4 separate regions of the Mus musculus genome follow, and all the other regions are linked to region 1. Evidence: chromatin contacts called from public Hi-C data. All regions are on one chromosome and are shown on one strand. Each heading gives the region's core, a stretch centred on a gene start, on an enhancer-like site or on the middle of the called end of the contact. The rest is flanking DNA. Distances are from core to core; before and after follow the strand shown. Region 1 overlaps Vav3 (vav 3 oncogene). Region 2 has its middle 93 kb from the start of Slc25a24. Region 3 has its middle 68 kb from the start of Vav3. Region 4 has its middle 85 kb from the start of Vav3.

The links. A called contact is a pair of places that touch in the nucleus more often than the background predicts.
Region 2: a Hi-C map of bone marrow-derived macrophages shows a contact between it and region 1, with 27 read pairs. The contact joins two enhancer-like sites. A contact is called at or near these places in 1 of 15 datasets of contacts at CTCF or cohesin (the NIH/3T3 cell line), 1 of 484 Hi-C or Micro-C datasets (bone marrow-derived macrophages) and 2 of 115 datasets of contacts at active chromatin or transcription factors (DN3 thymocytes and embryonic stem cells).
Region 3: a contact with region 1 is called in a Hi-C map of bone marrow-derived macrophages, with 24 read pairs. The contact joins two enhancer-like sites. A contact is called at or near these places in 1 of 15 datasets of contacts at CTCF or cohesin (large pre-B cells), 2 of 484 Hi-C or Micro-C datasets (both in bone marrow-derived macrophages) and 1 of 9 other capture datasets (bone marrow-derived macrophages).
Region 4: a contact with region 1 is called in a Hi-C map of bone marrow-derived macrophages, with 40 read pairs. The contact joins two enhancer-like sites. A contact is called at or near these places in 2 of 15 datasets of contacts at CTCF or cohesin (the NIH/3T3 cell line and large pre-B cells), 4 of 484 Hi-C or Micro-C datasets (bone marrow-derived macrophages, liver and peritoneal macrophages), 6 of 115 datasets of contacts at active chromatin or transcription factors (bone marrow-derived dendritic cells, bone marrow-derived macrophages, cardiomyocytes and 3 more) and 1 of 9 other capture datasets (bone marrow-derived macrophages).

What each region holds. Positions count from the first base shown.
Region 1 is chr3:109,468,373-109,471,351 of GRCm38.p6, reverse strand. All of the region lies in intron 2 of Vav3 (vav 3 oncogene), which reads right to left. Among named protein-coding and RNA genes, the nearest start is that of Vav3, 130 kb to the right of the region's middle. Within about 2 kb of position 1,726, at least 57 of the 459 cell types and tissues checked have an H3K27ac peak or open chromatin away from gene starts, as enhancers often do. A contact at or near this core is called in the NIH/3T3 cell line and bone marrow-derived macrophages, where this site is marked.
Region 2 is chr3:109,214,888-109,217,904 of GRCm38.p6, reverse strand. No RefSeq gene overlaps it. Among named protein-coding and RNA genes, the nearest start is that of Slc25a24, 93 kb to the right of the region's middle. Within about 2 kb of position 1,369, at least 9 of the 459 cell types and tissues checked have an H3K27ac peak or open chromatin away from gene starts, as enhancers often do. A contact at or near this core is called in bone marrow-derived macrophages, where this site is marked.
Region 3 is chr3:109,271,451-109,274,494 of GRCm38.p6, reverse strand. No RefSeq gene overlaps it. Among named protein-coding and RNA genes, the nearest start is that of Vav3, 68 kb to the left of the region's middle. Within about 2 kb of position 1,269, at least 77 of the 459 cell types and tissues checked have an H3K27ac peak or open chromatin away from gene starts, as enhancers often do. A contact at or near this core is called in bone marrow-derived macrophages, where this site is marked.
Region 4 is chr3:109,253,867-109,256,566 of GRCm38.p6, reverse strand. No RefSeq gene overlaps it. Among named protein-coding and RNA genes, the nearest start is that of Vav3, 85 kb to the left of the region's middle. Within about 2 kb of position 1,441, at least 129 of the 459 cell types and tissues checked have an H3K27ac peak or open chromatin away from gene starts, as enhancers often do. A contact at or near this core is called in the NIH/3T3 cell line and bone marrow-derived macrophages, where this site is marked.

The sequences.
Region 1 (2,979 bases), core at 477-2,976:
TAAACAAACAGATGGGATAGATACACACACACACAGCTATTTAAGGTATTCAACAGTATTAATTCCATATGGAGAGTAGTGTACACAAAACTCACAAGTCAAAGCAAATGACTAATCTTTCACTTTTAAATCAAGTTCCTTTGTTGCTGAATGATTTAAAAACTACACTTGGCTGGGGGGTGGGGGGGATGGCTCCACTGATAAAGTGTTTGCTTCAGAATCGTGAAGACTTGAGTTCAGCTCTCCCAGTGCTCATAAAAACAGCAAGAAGCAAGCTGTGCCTACAGTCCCAGCACTGTGGATACAGGAGGAAAGGACTGAGGAAGACAGTGGACATTGACCTCTGGTCTCTGCACATTCTCTCTCTCTCTCTCTCTCTCTCTCTCTCTCTCTCTCTCTCTCTCTCTCTCTCTCTCTCAGTAGAAACCAAAACATATATTTCTCTTTTGGTTAATCATCACCCAGCAAGAACCCATCTGAAGTCTAACATTAACAGGACAAAGGGCTGTGGATGTGACCCATTAATTGGTCCTTGCACAAGCTAGACAAGAACACTAAATACAATCTTCAACATAGGGGTGGGGTCTCAGCCTCTTAAGAACTAGAAAGAGGGTCAGGAAAAAAAAACATAAAAATAAAGGAATTGAAAACACTTGATGAATTAAAAACTAGGAAGAAAAAGGCCACTGAATTCTAAACCCAAGTGCATATCATAAACACTTAAATATCAAAACGTCATCCGATATGGCAACTGTGGTGGTATGAAGATTTCAAGGAGAAACAAACTAAACCCAAGAAAAGGCAGCAAGTGGACATTAATAAAGAACAGGAATGACTTCTGATTCATAAGGCAATCATATTTACCCTCCTCAGCTGATGTCGAAGGGAATTCAAGTCAAAAGTGATCCAAAGGTCACTGACTCCTCGACTATCTTAATGGATAATCTTCAAAATGGGATGCATGGTGAAAACTGGGCTTTCGAGAGAGTACCCTGGCAGCAACCAGCATGGCTGATCCAAGAGGTGAAAGCACCATTTGTAAGAGCAGACAATGATTACTGAGAAGTTTCAAAACCTAAGTATTGATGCTCTAAACTGGTATGATGGTCCCATTCATAGAAAGGAAGCTGTCTAATTTAAGAGTATCTTCATATTACAGTGTATGTTATTCCAGATGATGAATGCAAGAGAGAGTTCCAAAGATTCTGGACCCAAGGAATAAAAAGTGCACCACAATTTTCCTTACATTTGGCATAAGAAGAAATAGCATTCTACTGAAATAAGTGGTAATGGAAGCTTGGTTGGATGCTCCAGTGTCTATCTTTTGCATGTATGCTGTGTGACATGACCAGTTTTGTCTGCATGGGAAAACCCCTATCTTAGAATTGGGAGCCCATCATCCACTCTAACATAGAGCTGCCCATCACTTGCATCTCAGCCTTCACCTCATCCTAGGGCTTGCACACATGACCTATGTTGTGCCACAGGCACCCCACTCCTAGATGCCCACTTAGAAGCTTGTGAAATGAGGAAAAAGGTGTGTTTGTACTCTCACCATAACGATTAACAACATCTCAAGTAAGGGCTCCATGGCAGTGGCTGAAGTCCAGGGCCCTGTCTCAAAGACAGCGTGCCTGGCAGCTCACATGACCAGACAAGCTCCAGGGGCCCCTGCACGCACTGTTCCTGCCTGCCAGGCACCATGGCCCTGGCAGTGACTCAAGGAGTGACTCAGATCCCATTCTTTGACTTACAGCTAGAAATCTGGATTCCTCAAGACATGGATAAGAACAACTTGTAATCCCTCATCAAAACACTTGCTTGAAGATGGGAAATTTGTAATAGAATTCTGCACTATCTACCATCTCTTTATGCTATTAGGAATCTGGAAACAGTATCTCCAAATTCCGGGTCTTGTCAGTAGCCCTCTTAGACCCTTATCTCTTTGCCTAACATAGAAGTAGAATGTTATATCAACAAAAAAAAAAAAAAAAAAAAAAAGAACACAGGTTTTAGAATCTTGTGACTGGGCACTAGAAGAATGACTTCAACATTTCATACTTGAGTGATCTGGGTAAGTTACTTAGCTTATCTGAGCCCATTTCTAACATATGATTTTGAGATATTTAAGCCGATCCTGGGGAAATTGTGAAGTCAAATGAAATCATTGGTGCAAAAATCTTCACCTAGTGTCAAATATGCCTATTGCCAAATATACTCAAGCAAGTATGCATTGGCTTCCTAATTGATAACACTGATAAACACAGGCCATTTGCAGCCTTACATAACCTCAGCCTGGTCCAGTCCTGTTTAGAGTCTTCTTGCTGACCATGATTCTTCCAAGCCCCTGGCACTGTCAAGTGTGTCACTAATAAGTGTCATTTGGGTGCCAGATGGGCCTGCCTGTAGGTGCTTCTTTGGGCTGAATGCTTTTCTTTTAGCTCGATCTTTTGCTTGTTATGAGTCATTGGAACCTTAGCCTGGCACCTCAAGTTTTGACAGTAATATATTCTTGTAGATAATTTGTAAAGTATAGAGAATGCAAGGCAGAGGCAATAACACACACTTTTGACAGCTAAAAGCATCCAAAGGGATGTCTATTCAAACACTCTAATGCCCCAAATGAGCAAAATGAAGTGGAAAGGTACAAAGACAGCCCCCACCCACCTACATCACTATTTCCTATGCCAACCAGGCTGTCACTCAGGACTCACAGATGCTGGCTGCCATCACTCAAGCCACAGTCCTGGCTCTACCCTGAGCCTCATGACTCTAGTATAGCACCTACATGTCCAAAGACTGAAGTGCTACCAGACCCTAGTCTCCAAAGCATGTTCCTCCTGTGACAAGCATCAAATTTTAAGAAGCAAAAGAGCTTTGAGGATGTCCTATGGGATCCTTCCAAGGAAAGGTTCCAGTCCCTCCCTCTAAGAAGCTTACTACTCAATGGGGAGAATAAAGACTGACAGAGTCACGGGA
Region 2 (3,017 bases), core at 120-2,619, 250 kb after region 1:
TTGCTAGGCCCCGGCCTAGTCTCACAAGGGACAGCTATATCACCGTACTTGCAACAAAGGCTTGCTAGTGTATGCAATGGTGTCATCGCTTGGAGGCTAATTATGGGATGGATCCCTGGATATGGCAGTCTCTAGATGGACCATCCTTTTGTCTCAGCTCCAAACTTTGTCTCTGTAACTCCTTCCATGGGTGATTGTTTCCAATTCTAAGAATGAGCAAAGTGTCCACACTTTGGTCTTCGTTCTTCTTCAGTTTCATATGTTTTACATATTGTACCTTATATCTCGCTATACTAAGTTTCTGGGTTAATATCCACTTATCAGTGAATACATTTCATTTGAGACAGTTACAAAGTGTGATGGTTTGTATATCCTTGGACCAGGGAGTGGCACCATCTGAAGGTATGGCCTTGTTGGAATAGGTGTGACATGGTTGGAATGGGTGTGTCACTGTAGGTGTGGGTATAAGATCCTCACTCTAGTTGCCTGGAAGTCAGTCTTCCACTAGCAGCCTTTGGATGAAGACATAGAACTCTCAGCTCCTCCTGCGCCATGCCTGCCTGGACTGCCATGCTCCCACCTTGATGATAATGGACTGAACCTCTGAACCTGTAAGCCAGCCCCAATTAAATGTTTTTCTGTTTGTTTGTTTGTTTGTTTGTTTGTTTATAAGACTTGCCTTGGTCATGGTGTCTGTTCACAGTCATAAAACTCTAACTAAAACACAAAGTATTAGTGAAATAATTTTATGCTTGGGAGTCACTGTGGTGAACAACATGAACAACATGAGGTGCTGTATTAAATGGTCATTGAATTGAGAAGATTAAGACCCACTGCTCTAGATCTTGTAGCCTTCTTAAGCATTATTCTGCCTTATGAGGTCCCTGATGCCAAGAGCAGGTGCCATTAATACCCACCAAAATAGCATCCATCCCTCTTGTCAGCATCAGCAAAGCAATCCCCCATGCCAACAACTCTATGCTCATTTGTACTTTATTCACTTGACTGCATATTAGGGGTCCCTGAGGAACTTTGACAACCATGAGTGCTCATGTGCTATCCACAGAGGCTCAGATAGAGTCAGACTGGCTAGGACTAGCATGGCACTTTAAGAAAGCAAACAACAAAAATCCTCACGTGCCATCGAGACTGAAAACACTGAGCAAATACAGTATGCCTATCCATTAAACACATTTTCTCTCTCAAGCCACTATGGTTTAAATGTAAACTAGTCCCCACAAGCTGTTGTGTTTAAACACTGGTGGTGATGCTGTTCAGAGAACTAATGGAATCTTCAGAGATGGATCCTCAATAAAGGAAGTAGGTCACTGGAAGATTGTGAAATTTATAGCCAGCCCACTTCCTGACAGCCTGTGCTTCCAGGAAATGCCAAAATTATACAAACAGTTTCTACCAACTGGCAGCCACTGTGACTCCCCCTCCATGAAATTGTGAGCTAAAATAAATCTTTCTTCCCCTAAGCTACTTCTTGTCTGGAATTTGGTTACAGCAAAGAGACAAGCAAGCACCTGGGAATTCTGGGTCAGTAAATGTCTCCTCTAGTCGTGGCCCACCAATACTCTGGGTTGTTAACATAGGCATCTGCTATTCAATGTTGAATGAATGAGTGATCTCAGATTCCCTTAAGATGTTCAACTTCGGAAAAAGACAGATCTCTCCTTTTCATCCTTCACAATGAGCACTGGATTTATCTTCATGTTCATTGCTACCTGACAGACATGAAATGCCTCCTCAGACTGTTTCTGCCTACTGGCTTCCACTTAGCTTAGCGGGTAACTGGTTCCCTCAGCCAGTCAAGCCACTTGCAAGTCCACATTCAACCTTTATTACCACTCAGGATGTCTTTCTTTAGATCCCCTCCCCACAATCCCTTTTCACCCATCTTCTGCAGCTTGTACTCTCCCCACTCACTTCCTTCCATCTCTTTCTTTCACAGCTGCACCTTTAGACACACTTTCATTCCCAAGCATCATTTTGTCATCTCCTGTCTACTCCTCAACCCACAGCATTCTACTTCCTCACCAATGTGTCACTGGCTTTACCTTACCTGGGGATATCTCTAACCTTTGACTATTGTCATACTTCCTAGTGTAACTTTCTTGAAGTCATTTCCTCTCTCAGCCACACCCCCACAGTTGGCCTCTCATGCCACTAGCCACTGTTTTTCAGTGTCCCCTGCAGACTCCTCCCCTGCCACCAGACTTAAATTGTGTCAGGCTCTAAGGCTCCAGTCTGTTCCCTTGGTTGCATTTAAACTGTTGTAATCCCGCTTATTGCTTCAAGTATTGTTTTTAAGCAGATAATTTCCAAAACTACGTCTTCATCCCAGATCTTTATCCTGAGGTATCAGGTGAATTTAATATGTCATAGTCCTCTCAAATCAAATACATTCAAGATATAACCAGTTGTCTTCTGCATAGTTATCTGACTCGGGGTCCAACCTGTGACTTTAAGAACTCCTGATAGGCTAGGAAAGTGATTCAGGGAACAACATGCTTACCCTGCAAGCGAGAACCAGAGTTCTGATCTGCAGAACCTACAGAAAAGCTGGGAAGTCAGAGTAGTCTTCTGTAATCCCAGGACTGAAGAGCCTAAAGCAAGGTGTCTCCAGGGCAAGCTGGCTAGCTAGACTGCAAAAATTGGTGAGCCTTGCATTCAGCAACATGCCCTGCCTCATTGAACAAAGTAGAGAGAGATCAAGGAAGACCATCCAGGATCAACTTCATGGCTGCACATGCACTCCATGCAAACACACATGTTGTAGATGGGCCTGGTGCTGTTCTTGTGAACCAATCACTTAATGAATAAAGAAGCCAATCACTGGGTGAGTAGGCAGGACATCTGGGTTGGACTGGAAACAAGAGGAAGAGGAGAAAGTTAGGTTCATTTTTGGAATGGGGACAGCAGTAAGATGTAGCTGCTAGAGTTTCCTGGTATCATGGCGAATCTGCAAGGATTCACCACTGGGGGAATCAGATTTTAATAAGGCTTATAAG
Region 3 (3,044 bases), core at 20-2,519, 200 kb after region 1:
AGAAGAAACTTAAACCGGAGAATAAAGGACAGGCAGAAGTGTCTGAGCAAGCAAAAGATGGGAGCGCATTTATATCACGCTAGCACTTTATCAAGAACATGAGTCCTGAAGCCCAGCCACCACTTACAGTTCCTGGGTTGGTAGGCAAGTTCCCTCTCTTTGGTACTTCAGTTTCCCTATCTGAACATGGCACAGACAACAATGTATTTTGTAAAGTTTCTTGTGAGCATTAAATGCATTATTGTTAAGTGTTGAGAGGAGTGTCAAGTGTAGGAAGGGTTGGATGGCTGCTGCTACTGCTGCTACCAGTACTATTACTACTAATGTTTGGTTATAGTCCAGATTATTCTCATCTGTGGAGTAAATATTTAGTTTTGTGCCTATGATGGGTTCAAGCCTTGCATGACAGTTGAAAACCCCTGCTCTAAAGAAACTGGAGTGCAAACACAGCAACGAGAGGCATGCACATATTAGCGGGCTTCAGTAATTCAGGTGAGCGATGGCATTGCTCCCTGTATTGCAAGTAGAGCACTCAGACCATGTCAATGCTTTTGCAGGATTTATCAGGGAACACTGTTTTATTGCTACTTACAAGAAGAAAGATCTCAGGTCTGCCATGCATATTTAAGTACTGGTGCCAATCAAGCGAGCATCCTTCCTAAGAATGCTTTTTTTTTTTAATGGCTATTTTTTGCCTGGCAATCTTTAAGGAAGGAAGATAGCTTAACACATCAAAGCAGCATCGTTCATTCTGTGTGCGTTGCCCTGGAGTAATCTTCTCCATGAATCTTTCATGAAACAGACTCCCTGCAATGAGAGTGCGGACTGAAGGTCAGAAAGGGTGAGTCACAGCTGATGTTGGAAGACTCATCTGAAACCATTGTTGACATATTCAGATACTGTCTGCAATGGAGACAAAGAATTCCATACCCTGTATAGCAGGGGTCTAGAGAATGAGTTTTAGCAAGACTACTTTACAACAAATCCCCGTGATAGGAGCCAGTACCCCTCTCTGGACTGTATCTCATTTATTACTCAGCTCCCAGCTTTTTATTTCCACCCAATTAATTGTCAGATGATTCTCAGTCATAGCTCAGATTGCTACATACTTCCTCCCACTAGGATTGCACTAACACCACAGAATTTTAGTGAAAAATCTTACAGTTTATGGAAATCCTAGCTAAGCTACTGGTCTGTATTTATGGAATAAGAACAGTGGAAGGTTTCCAAGATGTGAGCTCAAAGAGGGCCAGCTGTTTGCCCCAACACCCCCTAGGATGTGAAAATGCATTCTGAGGGTGAGTCATGGCGACCAGCTGGCTTTGTAGAGCAGTGAGCCTAGAGCCTTGTGAATACATTATTTTTCCACCAGAGCAGATGACAGTTACCTCCCTTTGTTCAGATTTTAAAAGAATAAAAGAGGAAGAGGAAAAGGAAAAGGAAAAGAAAGAGGAAGAAGGAAAATTTTTCATTGTAATCCCACTGACAGAATAAACAAATTTTGTGCTGAATTTGTTAGTGATAAATTAGAATTCTTCTTCCACAACCTTCACCAAAACATTCATGCACTTCTCAAATGTGACCCTAGATGATCACCTTAGACATCCTCTGAAGACTCTTGAGAGATATGCAAATTCCCCAACGATGCCAGTCAATTTGATGTTATCTAACATTCTGTATATTTCTGTCAATCTCCACAGGTAATTCTGGTACAAATTAAAGTGTCAGAGCTATTGCTCCAACTGTGTGAAAATTTATTTTCAAGAGAGTTACATTGAGTTCCAAAAAGCTTAAATCAAATAACCATTTTGTAGGCTCTTCCTATATAAGTCAACTTACCTATTTACAATCCTCTGATGGTTCCTCTAAAGGATAAAATGCAAATTCCTTAGCTTGGTCTAGAAAGACCTTACAAGCTGGTCCTTGTCCAGGTTTACCTCCCTATATCATACACCACACTTATCCAGTTTTACCTCCCTATAGCATACACCACACTGCAGACCCACTGTGTGTATCTTAATTCCATTCTATGTACATGCCTGGTAGACCCCTCTCCTTATATCATAGTCTTTCTCAGTTCTTCCATAGACAATGAATTGCTATAGCCTCAATATTTCTTTTTTTCCATTTTTTATTAGGTATTTAGCTCATTTACATTTCCAATGCTATACCAAAAGTCCCCCATACCCACCCACCCCCACTCCCCTACCCACCCACTCCCCCTTTTTGGCCCTGGCGTTCCCCTGTACTGGGGCATATAAAGTTTGCAAGTCCAATGGGCCTCTCTTTCCAGTGATGGCCGACTAGGCCATCTTTTGATACATATGCAGCTAGAGTCAAGAGCTCCGGGGTACTGGTTAGTTCATAATGTTGTTCCGCCTATAGGGTTGCAGATCCCTTTAGCTCCTTGGCTACTTTCTCTAGCTCCTCCATTGGGAGCCCTGTGATCCATTCATTAGCTGACTGTGAGCATCCACTTCTGTGTTTGCTAGGCCCCAATATGGCTCCTTGATCACATGTCTCCAAGAGAACCCATTAAGTTATTTCATAGTTCCTCCCTCATCTACCTAAAACCTGAAATAAAGACTGAGCAAATCATGAATAAACGTATTCTCTGCTCTATCTTTGTAGTTGCCTGCCCCTGCTATACATTTGACATGTTCATTATAGTTCATACCACTGTCATTCACAGAAAGAGAACCTGCCCATTTATACATCTTACTCTATGGCAGAAACATCTGTGGTCATGGAAAGAGTTCATATGATCAAATTCTTATCAATGAGATGAAAGTCTGTGTGAAGAGATACTTAGCAATAGAAAAACCAAGTACTTCCATCTGGGGAATCATGAGATTTGATTCCATTATGTTTTTAACATTGAGAAAATAAAACCCTAGATCTCAGATTCCTTAACTATAGAATGGGAGGGAGGATGGAAAAACATCTGCCCTATTTGTCTCACCAATTTTTGTAATGACATAAAACCCCATTTGTCATTAGGGAGATGATTAAAATATCATGTCCTTACGTGTAGTTTGTCTTGT
Region 4 (2,700 bases), core at 192-2,691, 210 kb after region 1:
CTCTGTGTCCTCATTTGTAAAGTGGAGAAAACATCTCTCAAGTCTGTTGCAGATATTAAGGGAGCTAGGACAGTAACAGAGCCTTGTCTGCTGCAGACTAACACTTTGAGACGTGTTAGCTTGTCCGGTCAGAGTTTCCTTATTTATAAGTTAGTGTGTTCAACATTTCTAGCTCCATGGCAGACCTCTCCCAAGTGACTGGGAACATCTTTTCTGAGATGTCTCCAAAGCTCCTCTGTCCCTCTGTGTCCAGCACACAAAGGGATAAGTTGCAATTGTTCCCTAGTCAATCAATCCAGGGGCTCCCCAGTGCTCTCTGCCTTCTTGGACCCCAGCTTCTCCCTCACTGCACAGTCCCTGCTCCAGGCATCCAGGTGAGCATCTACCAAAGCAGTATAGGCCCTTCTCTCACCACCTCACCTGGCACCTCTCCAATCTGATCTCCAGGAGCCATTAACAGTGGTGCTTCCTAAGTCTTCATCATACACATACATGTTTGATGCCAAAATCCTTCAACGGCTTCCACAGACTCCTAGCATAGAGCCTAATACCCTTACCTGCTGGCTTCCTCAGATCTTTCTCTGTCTCCTCGCTCTTTTGAGTCCAGACACATTGGCTTAATTTCAGTCATTTAGCACAACTCAAGCCATCCACCCTAGGAAACCTGTGTACCTTCTGTCTTCCCATCCCCGGTTTTCTTTCTAAGCTAAGTTTGTTGTTAGGTACACTCTGATGTCTCTATATGCCTGTAGGCTAAAAGATCCAAGAGAGCAATGACTTAGGACAGCAAGCAGCCCACGGATAGGGGCTCAGGATTTCTAGAACTATGTATTGAATTGAAGTCGCACATGTGTTTAATACTTCTCTGAGCATTACCTCATTTAGCATTGATGCCAGCCTTAATGTTGTGTGACCTTGTCCCACTTTCATAGGCACATGCTAGGGAGCACAGCAGTTTGTTGCAGATCATAAAGAGGGTGAAAGGGGAAATTGAAGACTAAGCAGCCTAGCTGGAAATCAATCCCCTTCTCAAAGGTGCTTTGCCAACCTCTCCTTAGTCCTGTATTGTTCAAAACCTCTGTCAGGAGCACCCACTAGCTGCACCCAGAAATCGAACTGCTCTGAGTTACAGGCCCAGTGTGTCTGCCTTTACTATCTAACTACTGCTGTCCTCCAGATAGTTCTTCCCCATTCACGCATGTTTGCCTAAGAGAGAGAGAGAGAAAACTCTCTTGGCAAATGGAAAACTAAGCCTCTGCTCATAATTACCCAAGTGCCCAAGACATCTCGCATCTCCCTGCCCTGTCCCCACAAACACTACCCAAGCACTTCCACTTCCCCTTGTCCAAAACCCAGTAAACCACTTCAGCTTGTCAAGCAGTAAGAGGAGGGGATCTGCTCCAAAAGCGGCTGAGGAAGAAATGACGTCTGACAAGAGGCTGATGAGTCATCCTGGGAGCCCTGCAGAGTTTTCCAGAAACCCACTGTCATCACAATGGACCTGATAAGAGAGAGGCAGGGAGGTCAGTCAAGGCAGTACTAGAGTTGTGTGTTCACAAGCAGAAGAATATGGGTATGCCCTAAAAGGGGGGCGCGGGGGTTAGGGGTGTCTCTAGAGCCTGCATGAGGGTAGCCCTACTGAGTTTAGTCTCTGAAGATAAATTTCTGACTTTTGGCCTCCCAAACCATAAAATGATAACTTTGTGTAGCTTAAGCCACTAGGTAGGTGTGTGTGTGTGTGTATTTAGCAATTTGCAACACTAGCCACAGGAAACCAACACATCAGGCTTATCCTCTCTTCCCACTCCATAATCTTTCCATTACCTGAAGCCAACAGGAAGCCAACTGGCTGAGAAGCAAGAGAAGGATCCAGGCAAGTGCGCTCTGCCCTCTGGGACCCCTTTAGTGTGCTGTTGAATCTAGCATGTTCACATTTACAAAGCCCATTTTTCTCAGTCCTATTTTCAAATCCTTTATAGTGTACACACATCTTTTTCCTACGTGTATTCTGATTTAAGTGTGTTTGGGGAGCGGGAAAGAATGACAAATTAAAACCATTTACAGCAACAGGAACATGTGTACAACACTCACTCTCTCCTGATTCATTCAAACTTCATTGCTTGCTTACGCCTTAGAACCAAGAACGGCATGTGGCCAAGAAATACTTGAATGAAATAGTCATATGATTTTATAGATTTGTTTTAATTTTTTTCCTGTTTTATTATCGTATGAATCAAAACAGGTGCCATTAGCTCATCTTTCGCAGTAACAGTGGTAATTCAAACATTCTATAAAATGAAAGCATTTCATCAAGACAAATGCCACCACACTATCACGTGTGTGGCTCCCTTCTCTGAGTCACATCCCATCAATGTGACTTGGCAGCTCATCAGATCCCATCAGCCCAGTGGTTGAAAAAAAAAAAAAAATGGGTCACTGCACCGTGACAAAAGGACAGTCGATGAACATACAAGCAATTAAGAAAAGTTTGAGCCCCAGTGGTCACAAATGCCCAGAGGAAGCTTGTCCTTGAAGTGTGTGGGTGCCAGAGGCAGCACACAGGTCACTAGCAGCCCACCAGGGACACTTTTAAGAATCCAGACAGAAGGAAGTGGCTGAAAGCCACTGCTGAGGAGGACCCGAGGACTGGGGGAGGGGTCACTTTCTGCATTTATTAGCATTTAATTGAAACATTCTGCA